Regions from separate parts of the Anas platyrhynchos genome. Here region 2 is linked to region 1. Evidence: chromatin contacts called from public Hi-C data. All regions are on one chromosome and are shown on one strand. Each heading gives the region's core, a stretch centred on a gene start, on an enhancer-like site or on the middle of the called end of the contact. The rest is flanking DNA. Distances are from core to core; before and after follow the strand shown.

Evidence for each region. A called contact is a pair of places that touch in the nucleus more often than the background predicts.
Region 2: a Hi-C map of subcutaneous adipose tissue shows a contact between it and region 1, with 2.3 times the contacts expected there. The contact joins two enhancer-like sites. A contact is called at or near these places in 2 of 8 Hi-C or Micro-C datasets (F5 follicle and subcutaneous adipose tissue).

Annotation. Positions count from the first base shown.
Region 1 is chr1:28,564,598-28,569,571 of IASCAAS_PekinDuck_T2T, forward strand. No RefSeq gene overlaps it. Among named protein-coding and RNA genes, the nearest start is that of LSMEM1, 18 kb to the right of the region's middle. Within about 2 kb of position 2,579, at least 6 of the 8 cell types and tissues checked have an H3K27ac peak or open chromatin away from gene starts, as enhancers often do. A contact at or near this core is called in subcutaneous adipose tissue, where this site is marked.
Region 2 is chr1:28,932,136-28,937,109 of IASCAAS_PekinDuck_T2T, forward strand. It overlaps DOCK4 (dedicator of cytokinesis 4), which reads left to right. Exons shown (of 51, transcript XM_038185208.2): 49 at 2,449-2,562; 50 at 3,460-3,521. Among named protein-coding and RNA genes, the nearest start is that of IMMP2L, 29 kb to the right of the region's middle. Within about 2 kb of position 2,431, at least 1 of the 8 cell types and tissues checked has an H3K27ac peak or open chromatin away from gene starts, as enhancers often do. A contact at or near this core is called in subcutaneous adipose tissue, where this site is marked.

The DNA.
Region 1 (4,974 bases), core at 1,329-3,828:
GCACATCTGATGAATCACGGTCTACACAAGATAAAAAAGACAGTGGTAGTGTTCCTGTCCCCACTCCTGCTTTGTCCAGCAGCTCAATGAGAGGCTGCTCGGCTATGATGCAGCAGGCTTGAGAAGATTCCAGCTACTGCTCCCTATTTCCTAGATGAGGACTGCAGATCTCAAATTACAGGTTTAAATGCAGCTCTTGGTGACACCTGTTATAGTTGTACCACTTACATGGGGGAAAAATACATTAGAGAGAGGAAAGGTTTCAAGTGAATGTATCAGTAGTTCTTTCACATGAAGTTTGTATTTTTGCAGGAGGAACAAGAAAATACAGTGCATGAATAGCTGGCAAGAAATTAACAGCAGGTGAGAAGTCTGTGGTAATCATAAAAAAATCCCCTAAAGAGACAAGTGAAATAGAAATGAGAAACCCTATTGCTTTTTTAGATACCTAACAAAGAACTGGAACTAAGCTGTACAACACAAATTGCTGGAAACTACCATAAAGACCTTTTACTGAAATACACTCGTCAAGGACACCTGGTGTCACAAAGGAGGACCTGTATGGAAAGTTTTCCTAATAGTTTATTGAATGCTAGGTAATCGTATTAGTGTTTGATATTCCTAAGTAAAGAGGAGGAAACTATATTGACTGTTTGGGAAGGTGTGTTTCCCTTGCCTGTGTAATATAGTTGTGGTACTAAAAATGTGAAAGCTGCAGTCCTGTAAACGGACTTTGTCCTAAGATGCACAGAATTATGATATTTGTCAGAAATAATATGCTTCTCTTTCTGCCATGACAAATAGCTAAATTAATAAATATCAGTCAAAATTTCATATATATCTGAATGACAGCTTTAATGAGACAAATGAGTTTGTCTTGAAATGCTTTAAACTACAACAGGTTATGATCACGCAGAGCAAACAGCAAGTGGACAGCTATTCTGGGACTGCTGAACAGAGGTACCCCAGAAGGAATCCAAGTACACAGGAGACTAGGATCTCTCCGTGGTGAGAGGTCTGACCCATGTGCATGGACCCAGTACACCCTGGGGTGTTTGACTGCTCCTAGAAAAAGCAGAAAGAAGTTTGATGGCTACTTTGGGATGGCAGTTTCTGTATAATAACCTAATATGGGGAAAAACTGATGTAGTTATTTCAGTGAGATGACAGAAACTCGAATTATGAATCCTAGATTCTTATAGCAAGGGAAATGATGGTCTATAAAACATAATAGCTTCTTGAAGGATCTTTATTGAAAGAAATGGCTTTATCTTCACTAGCTGTAAAGGGTATTGTGAAGGGTTAAGTGGCATAAGAAATTCTCCATCTCAAAATGAGTGGATAGATCACTGATACATAATTGCACCTTGCATTATAATCAAGAGGGTCTACATCTCCCCAAATCAATGGATACGCCTATCACCTTGTCAAAGTAATGACTTAAGTGTGTGTGTCCATGTCAGTGGTTGTCTAATAGATTTAGTTGTGTTTTCCATTTGTGTGCACGTGGCCAGTCTAATCAGTGGCAAAACATTTTACCACAGATCTGAAGGAAGGAAAAAAAGACGCCGAACAGACCAGGGGACCCCAGCCAAACTTTGGTCAGAAAACACTCCCCCTTCAAGGCTCTATGAGGCAGCCTACACTGTTCAACAGCAGCAACCAAGGCAGCAGCCGGACCCATGCACTGCAGAGCTGCCCCCAGCTCCCCAAAGCCATGGGCCCCTGCCTTGCCTCGCCCGGGCACAGCTGCCCTTCCTTTGGGTTCACCACAAGCCCTTTCCCTCACACAGCCCGCTGATCTGCCCAAAGTGACCATGTTGGCAGTGAAAAGGGACGTATAAAAGTGCAGGGACATTTGAAAAGATGCATTGAGCTGCTGAATTCCTTCTTAGACTTGCTCATGAGCCCCTAGGTATGCTGCTGTAGGATGCAGCAGAGTTGCTTCAGTTATCTGGGGTAACAAAGTCAGTGCTGACCAGATTGCAAAATACTCACAAATTTGTTTTTCTTATATTCACATTTCCCTCTTTTAATTTTTAAGCTAATGTTTTTGATCTGCTGAACTTTTGCCAAAACTCCTTGCTCTTTCTCCAAGCCCGGCAAGGAGATGACTTGACAATTTCCATGGAAATGATAGCAGCAAGCATCTAAAAACTTATTAAAAAGGCATTGTGGCTGCCCTTGGAAGGGAAAAAAAAAATAAAAAAAAGAGTCACTGAAGGAAAGCCGTCGCTGCCTGGCAGCAGCCACCAGCCAGCAGTGCCCTTTCGGCTCAGGCGCACAGAGGCGTTTCATTCCTCCTCGCACCCGACATTTCGCCGCCATCCTATCGGCGCCTGCAGCCTCGCCGTGGCCGTGCCCTGGCGGCCGGCCGAGTGCCTGGCTCCACGCTGGGATTACCCGGCTGAAAATTGCCCTCACTCCTCCCCAGCCCGCGGTCAGCGCCACGCTCTGAGGCGCCCCTCAGCCCCGCCACCCGGCCCCGCCGCCATTTTCCCTCGCCGGGCTCCCCCTGCCGCCGGGCTCGGCTCAGCCCCGCCGGGCTGCTCCGAAATGGCCACCAGGGGTCGCCCTGCGGCAGCGAGAGGCGGCGGGAGGCTGGCGGTGCCCTGAGGGCCCGGCAGGACGAGGGCAGCCGGTGGCAGACCCTGTCTTTGCCTCAAGCCCACCGCCTTCCCTCACACCCACAGCTTTCCCCTCACGTTAGCCAGCCCCTGACATATCCGCTGTTGTCTGCCAAGAGATGCAGACCCTCCTGCCCTGGTCTCCTCTCTGTAAGAAGCATTTGAGGAAAGACCTTAAAGAGAGTGCTCAGGGACAGGAGGGCGTTTGGTAGGGCAGATACAAAACATTATGAAGCAACATCTCGGAGATTCAGGTGGCTTTCTTGTCAGCTTATCCCGATTTTTTGCTGTGATCACTCTTCCTCACGGAAAAGACCTAAATGAGTCAGTCAGTGCTTATTTATAGCTGCTGAATCAGTTTAGTGCATGTCATCTGCTGCCCGTACACTTGGACAAGCTGACTCAGTCGCTGCCAGTGGCATCACGGCCCTGTGGGCCCTCCTGCCTGAGGTTTTTGTACGAGATAAGCAGCAGATGAGGTAAACCAGGCACAATAAAACTACAGGTTAGGTTGTGCAAGAAGCAGTCTTAAGAAAACTTTCCTTCCCTACCACAGCGAACAGATTGGTTGATACTATTCAAATAAATAAATAAATAAGCCACCTACATCTAAAATCCTATTAAAATAATATTAGGAAGTTCTCTTTGTTACTATTAGTTTACAGGTACCAAGCTTTTTCCCTCATTATCTAGTTATTTAACTTGCTCCAGGATGCAAAGTCAGTTGGTCACTGACGATGCATAAAAAGAGCTAGAATCCTTGTCACGCTTGCTGTTGAAATATCAATTAAAAATAACCCTCGTATCTACCCATATGATTATGAGAACCCAGAGGGAGGTTTTCTGATGAAAATGCTTCAGTGTTCCCTTAAGGGGAAAAAAATAAATAAATAAAAAATAGAGCATTCAGTAATAGTTAGGAGTTAATTAATCAGCCACAAGCTCTTGCAGAGGAGCAGAGTGTCTGAATTTGAAAATTTGATGTCACCTTGTAGACAAGCAATATTTTCCAAAGTCAGTTACGTGGTGCAGAAGATATTGAGATTAAATGAGCAGTGCAGAACATGAAAAACAAACCCATAATTATTAATAGATTCTTAAATTGGCAGGTGATAGATTTTTAAATTGTCCTTTCACCCTCTTGTGTAAGTCGGTTTGCCTCACATTGATAAATTAGCAGCAGCACTGTGCTGAGCCTGTTTCCACTGGACGCTTCTCATTACCATTCAGGGGTTTTGCTGGCTCATCAGTGCCTCGTGGACAGCATTTCAATTGCTGCAATGTGGCCCAGAAACAAGAGAAAGGATAGAAAACAGAGTCTATAAAAACCTTTTATTGAATTCTAAGATTGATCAAGTTCTCAAATAAGAGTAAGCTCTTTGGCCATGGTGTTGCTAGTTTTTATGTATCCCAGAGGAAGACACAGTACATTCATCCCCTCTGTTCTTCTCTTTAAATCTCAGTATTCTTGTTAATCTATCAGGAAAATAAGAACAGTAACATGTAATGGACTGAATGTGCTTTTTTCTCAATTGAAGAGAACAGTTTCTTTAATCCCAGTAGCACAGAGCTACAAGCTAAGGATTTGGTCCAACTTTTATTATTCACCAGCATCTTCCAATAAAAATTAAACCAGCAACTTATAAGAAGGTCAAGTTAAACATCTTGGACAGATGATTTTCAGTTATGAGTCAAAACATGAATTCATTTTGTAGTTGTTATTCGGCATTTGTTTTATGTAGGTGTTGCTTAATCAGAGTTCTAATTAAAAACATTTTGCAATTCTATTTGTCAAAATAAACATTTTCAAAATACTAAGGCTTTTTGGAGCATGTTGCTCTGATAATATTTCCAATAGGGAAGGTTCTGAATCTCTGAACAGAAATTCCAGTCAGACAGGGTGAAAGGAATAAGAAAACCTGAGATTTCTGATATGCAAATGGATATTTGCAGGCAACTTCATGTATAATTTTACAATGTTATGCTTTGGTGGACTGAAAATAAATATTGGATCTTCAAAATCTTAAAAACCCCATGAAACAGGATTTTTGTTCTTCAGATAATTCTAATTCTGACAGTTCTCCTTCTGCTTTGTTGAACATTGTTACACCGTGTTCATTTTGCAAATACATTGACACTGCATTTAATGTTTCTGAATAGTTAGGGTTGTGTACAATACAAAGCACATCACCTTTGAGAACATGTGGTCTAACAAAACTTGTGACCAGCCTTTTACCACTCCTGGAATTTTCTCTTCTGCTTCCAGATTCAGAGTACACACATCATTATTATTTTTCACCCATGTTCAGCTTTGTATTGTTACTGATGAACAAAGCATGTGAAACCT
Region 2 (4,974 bases), core at 1,181-3,680, 370 kb after region 1:
AGCCTCAAAGCACTAACTAAAGCACGCTAATGTTGTCAAGTTTCAAAGCCCTGCCGAAAAGAGGAGTAAATGGTGCCTGTTCGAACTGAGTGAACTCAGAAGGGCCCATGAGTTTAAAGGAAAGGGTGGTGCAGATTGTGTGAGATCTGTCCTTTCACCTGCTTTGTTAGAGTAGTGTAGGGAGTTGAACCCTGCCGAATATGGACTTCTGGAGACTAGGGCAAAGGGAAGCTAAAGTTCCATGGGCAGGATCATGAAGTCTGGTACCTGCAAGTTCCCTTTATCAAACATGTCTCTGTGATTTTGGTTATGCTTTGGAAGGGAAAAGATCAATTTTTGTTTGTTTGTTTGTTTGTTTTTTCCTAATCAAAGTAAATAAGAAAGAAACCTATGAATTTCAATAAACAATATTGCCTTCTATAATTTTTCACATGGGGAAATTCAATATTATTGGCACAGTTGTTTTGCCAAGATTTTGTTATGTGCTCTTTATGCATTTTGTGCTCCATAATTTCATTGTGCTACCCTTTGTTGCACAATGAATAAAGGCTACAATAAAATAGATGTATTAAAAGCTAACATTTCAAGAGCATACTGTAAACAAGAACTGACGGAGAATCAGATTTTCATCAGTAAGAGTTGATTTTTATAAATATTCGTGTGTCCAAGTTTTGGTGTAAAATGAAGAGTGGAATTTTTCATAGGAGTGAAAGACATGAAATAACATGAAAATGTCAAAACTTTTCCATTGGTCTATGCAGCCAAGTACATTACAAAATTGCTAAAATAAAGTATTCTCTCCAGGAGACTTTTTAGCAGTCCAAAGAATTGACTACTAGGGTAACTTAAAAGGAAAAAAATTGGCTTCTCAAGAGATTCAGGCATTTGAAGTACCCAGGCCTGGTGCCAAGTCATTTTTAGGATGAGGGCAAAACCATGCTGCTAGGTGACAGCCTACGATAAAAAGCAAACAGTGAATTGCATACTCTGGCAATAAAAAGGCAAAATGATCCTCTAGAAAACAGATTATTCTGTGCGCTATTCTCAGGGTCAACTGATGTACAATTATGCTGTAACAATATTGTTACAGATATGGTACAAATAATATATATATATTATATATATATATATATATATATATATAAAATGTTTTTTTTGTGTTAAATCTGGTATAGGCCAGTATAGCATAATTCCAGTCCGTCTGAAAGCCCTCGTTGCTTCTACAATAGCAATAATTGCTAACATGAATTAGCATTCAGCAGCAGCACTTTGCTTTCCACACCATCTTATTAAATGAGCATGAAGTTCTTCCATGTGGTTCCTCACAAGTGTGACACTAGCAGACAAGAAGGAAACTGTCATGCAAGGCATAAGCTCATGTTACTTCCTGAAAAACTTTTAACTTGGTGGAAGAGGTTTGAGGTTTTAAAGCTGTCAGGTATTCTTCACCTCTGTTAGTTTGTTTGTTTGTCTCATTTTTTGTTTGTTTGTTTTCTTTGGAAGCAGCTTGTTCACCGTTTATAGGATGTGTAAGAAAAATTGGAAATTTTTCGTTCATTTGTGTCCTGTGCATGTTAAATGACCTTTGTGTCTGTCTTACTCTTTCCAATAGCAGTGGCTCTATGATAACAAGAAATAATCCAGTTCCATTATTAAGTTGTTCCAAACTTTATGGGGATCATTCAATTAGAGACATGGAATTTGGTAAAAGTAACACAGATAATACAACGGCCAATTTTATACATGTCCAGGTGATAGTCAATTTGCAGGCCCCTGGACCACAGATAAAGACAGTGTGTATAAATTGTGTTAATCCATAATATTTTAATTTGATTTTGTTCAAACACTTTTACATTTCTTCCCCTCTTCACTCCCTCCATTTTGCGCCCTTCTTTCCATCTTCTTTCACTTCTGAGTTCATAGCCTATGCAGGCAACAAAAGACAATTAGCACTGAAAGCTTTCTGAGGGATCTTGATTGGAATTTGGTGAGTTCCTTTCTCTAGTCCCTTCTGCATATAAAATGAGTTAATGGAAACAGTTTGTGAATAGGCTGTTCTCTTACACCTAGAAACCTTTAAATAGGAGTCTGGTGCAAAGATAAACTGATGATATTAACAGGCTTCAAAGCTCCCCTTTGTGGGAGATTTGCAGTACACCAGAGTGCTGTATCAGCTGCTGCTGTCATTGGTGGTCCAAACTGCTATACAATCTCAAACTGACCCAAGGGCCAGATGCGTATGTCAGGCAAAGCAGGAGACTGACAGGCTTTACTGAAGAGCCTTTCAAATGATGATGCAACCACGAGAGCTTTTCAGGCATCCTGTTACAGTTGTTTAACATTTTCACTCTACATGTTTGTACCCTCGCAGAGAAAGGCAAGTAAGAGAGCTTGAATGTGACAGCTAAAAGTGGTGCTGCCTGTGTCAGCTTTTGCATTCTCTTCCAGCTGTAAACACCACTCCCAGCAGCTGGAGCCTGGACAGTGGGAAAGAAGCCAGAAACACATCAGAGAGTGGAAAGCTTATATCTCCTCCTGTACCACCCAGACCTGCACAGACTGGTGAGTTAATGGACATCTCAGGCTAAGCTCCAGTTAAAAAATGATTTATTTGAGTGCTTAGATTCTTTCCGCTCTGACTAACATTTAACTTCTTGGGCACGTTAGTTTATTATTTGATTACTTACATAGAAGGCTGTAGAACTTCAAGTATTTTCATCTCATTAGGCTTCTTTGTAGCATTCTGTTTCTAGTACTCTGCCTCTTCATTTAATGACTGTGTAGTTTCAGACAGTTCATTCTGGTAACTAGGGAGGATGATCAAATTTAATCTTTTGATCTTATGATAATTAGAGGTTAGCAATCGGAAATGATCATTAAAGAAAAAGAATCTTACCACATGCACAGCAATCATGAAAGTACGTGAGTTCTGTTCCTATAACCAATTTGCCCTTCAAAAGACTAATTTCCATTTAAAGAAAAGACTTCTTAAGTGGTATTAGAAATATAATTGCTCTCAAGGGGGTGGAAACTTTTTGGAGTTTTAGCCTTATGCCTCAAAGTAAGTACATTTTATATGGTGTTTTTTCTTACTTAAAAATACAGAACATAGTTCTTAAGAAAAAAAAAAAAAGGAAGATGGGAAAAGGAGAGAAGAAAATACTGACTTAATTTGAGTCCTGTATTATTTGGCAGGATGTAAACCAATTTAAAGTGGTATAAAATAAAAGATGGATGCAGAAATTTCTTGTACTTTATTGGTTATATGGCAAGATAATCCTGAAAAAAAAAAATATAAACAGTATCTCTAAGACTATTTGCAACTATTGAGCAAATACATAGAGGGAACCAGAGATAATGTTTGTATGTAGAATGATCTCTTATCTATTTAAAAAGATTTCTTAATGAAAATTGTAAAGTTGTAATGCTGACTGCATTGAAATCTTTCTGACTTTACAGCATCACCAGCAAGGCACATAGCCACTGTTTCCCCTTCTCCTGCTGGCAGATCACCAATGAAGGTATTGTCTTTTTGCAAGTGAATTTCCTTTGTGGGAATGACTGTAGGTGTTGTGAGGTATATCATATACATTAAATATGTTATTTGGGATTACATCTTTAATTCATTATACTGAATTATATATATTTAGTTCATTATCATATGCCTATTCAAAATCCAAAAAGTAAGTAGTCCTATCATAGCAGGTCTGAAGATTTTCAAAACTGCAGGTAAGAAACATAACCTTCAGGCTCTGTAGTGTGTCAGTATCAGACTTCTCACTAACATGTGCAATCAAGCTCACCTGAGTCAGTGGACAAAATGGAGTGTAAGAAATAAATGTAAGAAGTGCCAGGTAGTCCAGAATGCTGTCTCCAGCAGTGGCAAAAGGAGATGCCAGTTAAGGAGACACTGTTGTGCAGCCCATTCCTTTCACTCCTCCAGCATCCAGAGCTGTTGCGTTAAGGGTGTTAATCTCTGATCCAGCAATTTTAACACCCAGTACCTCTGCAGAGCTGTCCAGGGAGGCTGTGTGAGAAGTTGGAAGGAGTTTGAAGCTTGTCAGTAGGAAACACTAGGCACAGCCTGTGAATAAGCATTGGTTCTTCTGTGGAAGCTGGGCGCCCATAGCAACAGGGGCTAAACTGAGCAGGTTTCATTTCTGTTTCAAGATATTTGAAGATATTGGTACCCATTTGTTGTGCAACAGCTTATTGGTTAGAAAGCCTGACCAGGAAATCTGTCTCCCATGGCACCGGAGAACATGAACACGCAGCCTGTGCACAGTTCATGAAAACCCCGCTGCTGACAGACTGCACAACATTACTCTCAGGGATAAACTCTGCCAACCCATTGAAGCTGAGATAATTGTGCAGTTGCAATTACGGGGGTCAGCAACCTAGAAGGAGAGCAAATCAGAGGGTGCGCATCTCCTGGGGGCAAGGGAAGCGGCACCCCAAAAATGCCTCCTTTCCCTTGAGGTCCCTAACCACAAGTCTGCAGTCGTTTTTCTGCCTACTGTCCCATGAGCCTGTTACTTCTCCGCTTGTGTTGCTGCAAAGTGGACCAGGTTCAACACAGAGTGATTTTGCTTGACGTCAAGTGCCCATAGTCCCATTGCCATGGTACACTTCTGCTGAAGTGAGTGCTGATGCCAGATTTTGCACTAGCTGCTTACGAGGAAGCGTGTCAGAGCATTAGGGTGTTGTACAAAAGGCGAGCGACGGCCTGCATTCTTCAATTGAATCAGTACAGCTGGTTCTTAGGGGTATCTCAAGCTCATCCTAACCTTTTCTTCTAAAGGCCCAGACAGAATTTAAGCATTTTACAGCCAAACTCTGGAATGAATGCCACCTGGGAGGAGAGGAATGTTGGCCCAGAATACTTGTGAGAGTTGCTGGATCTCGCTTCAGGCATCCATGAGTTTCCAGACACTTTGGGTGTCTAGACTGTTACTCACCGCCGACAGGAGCAGT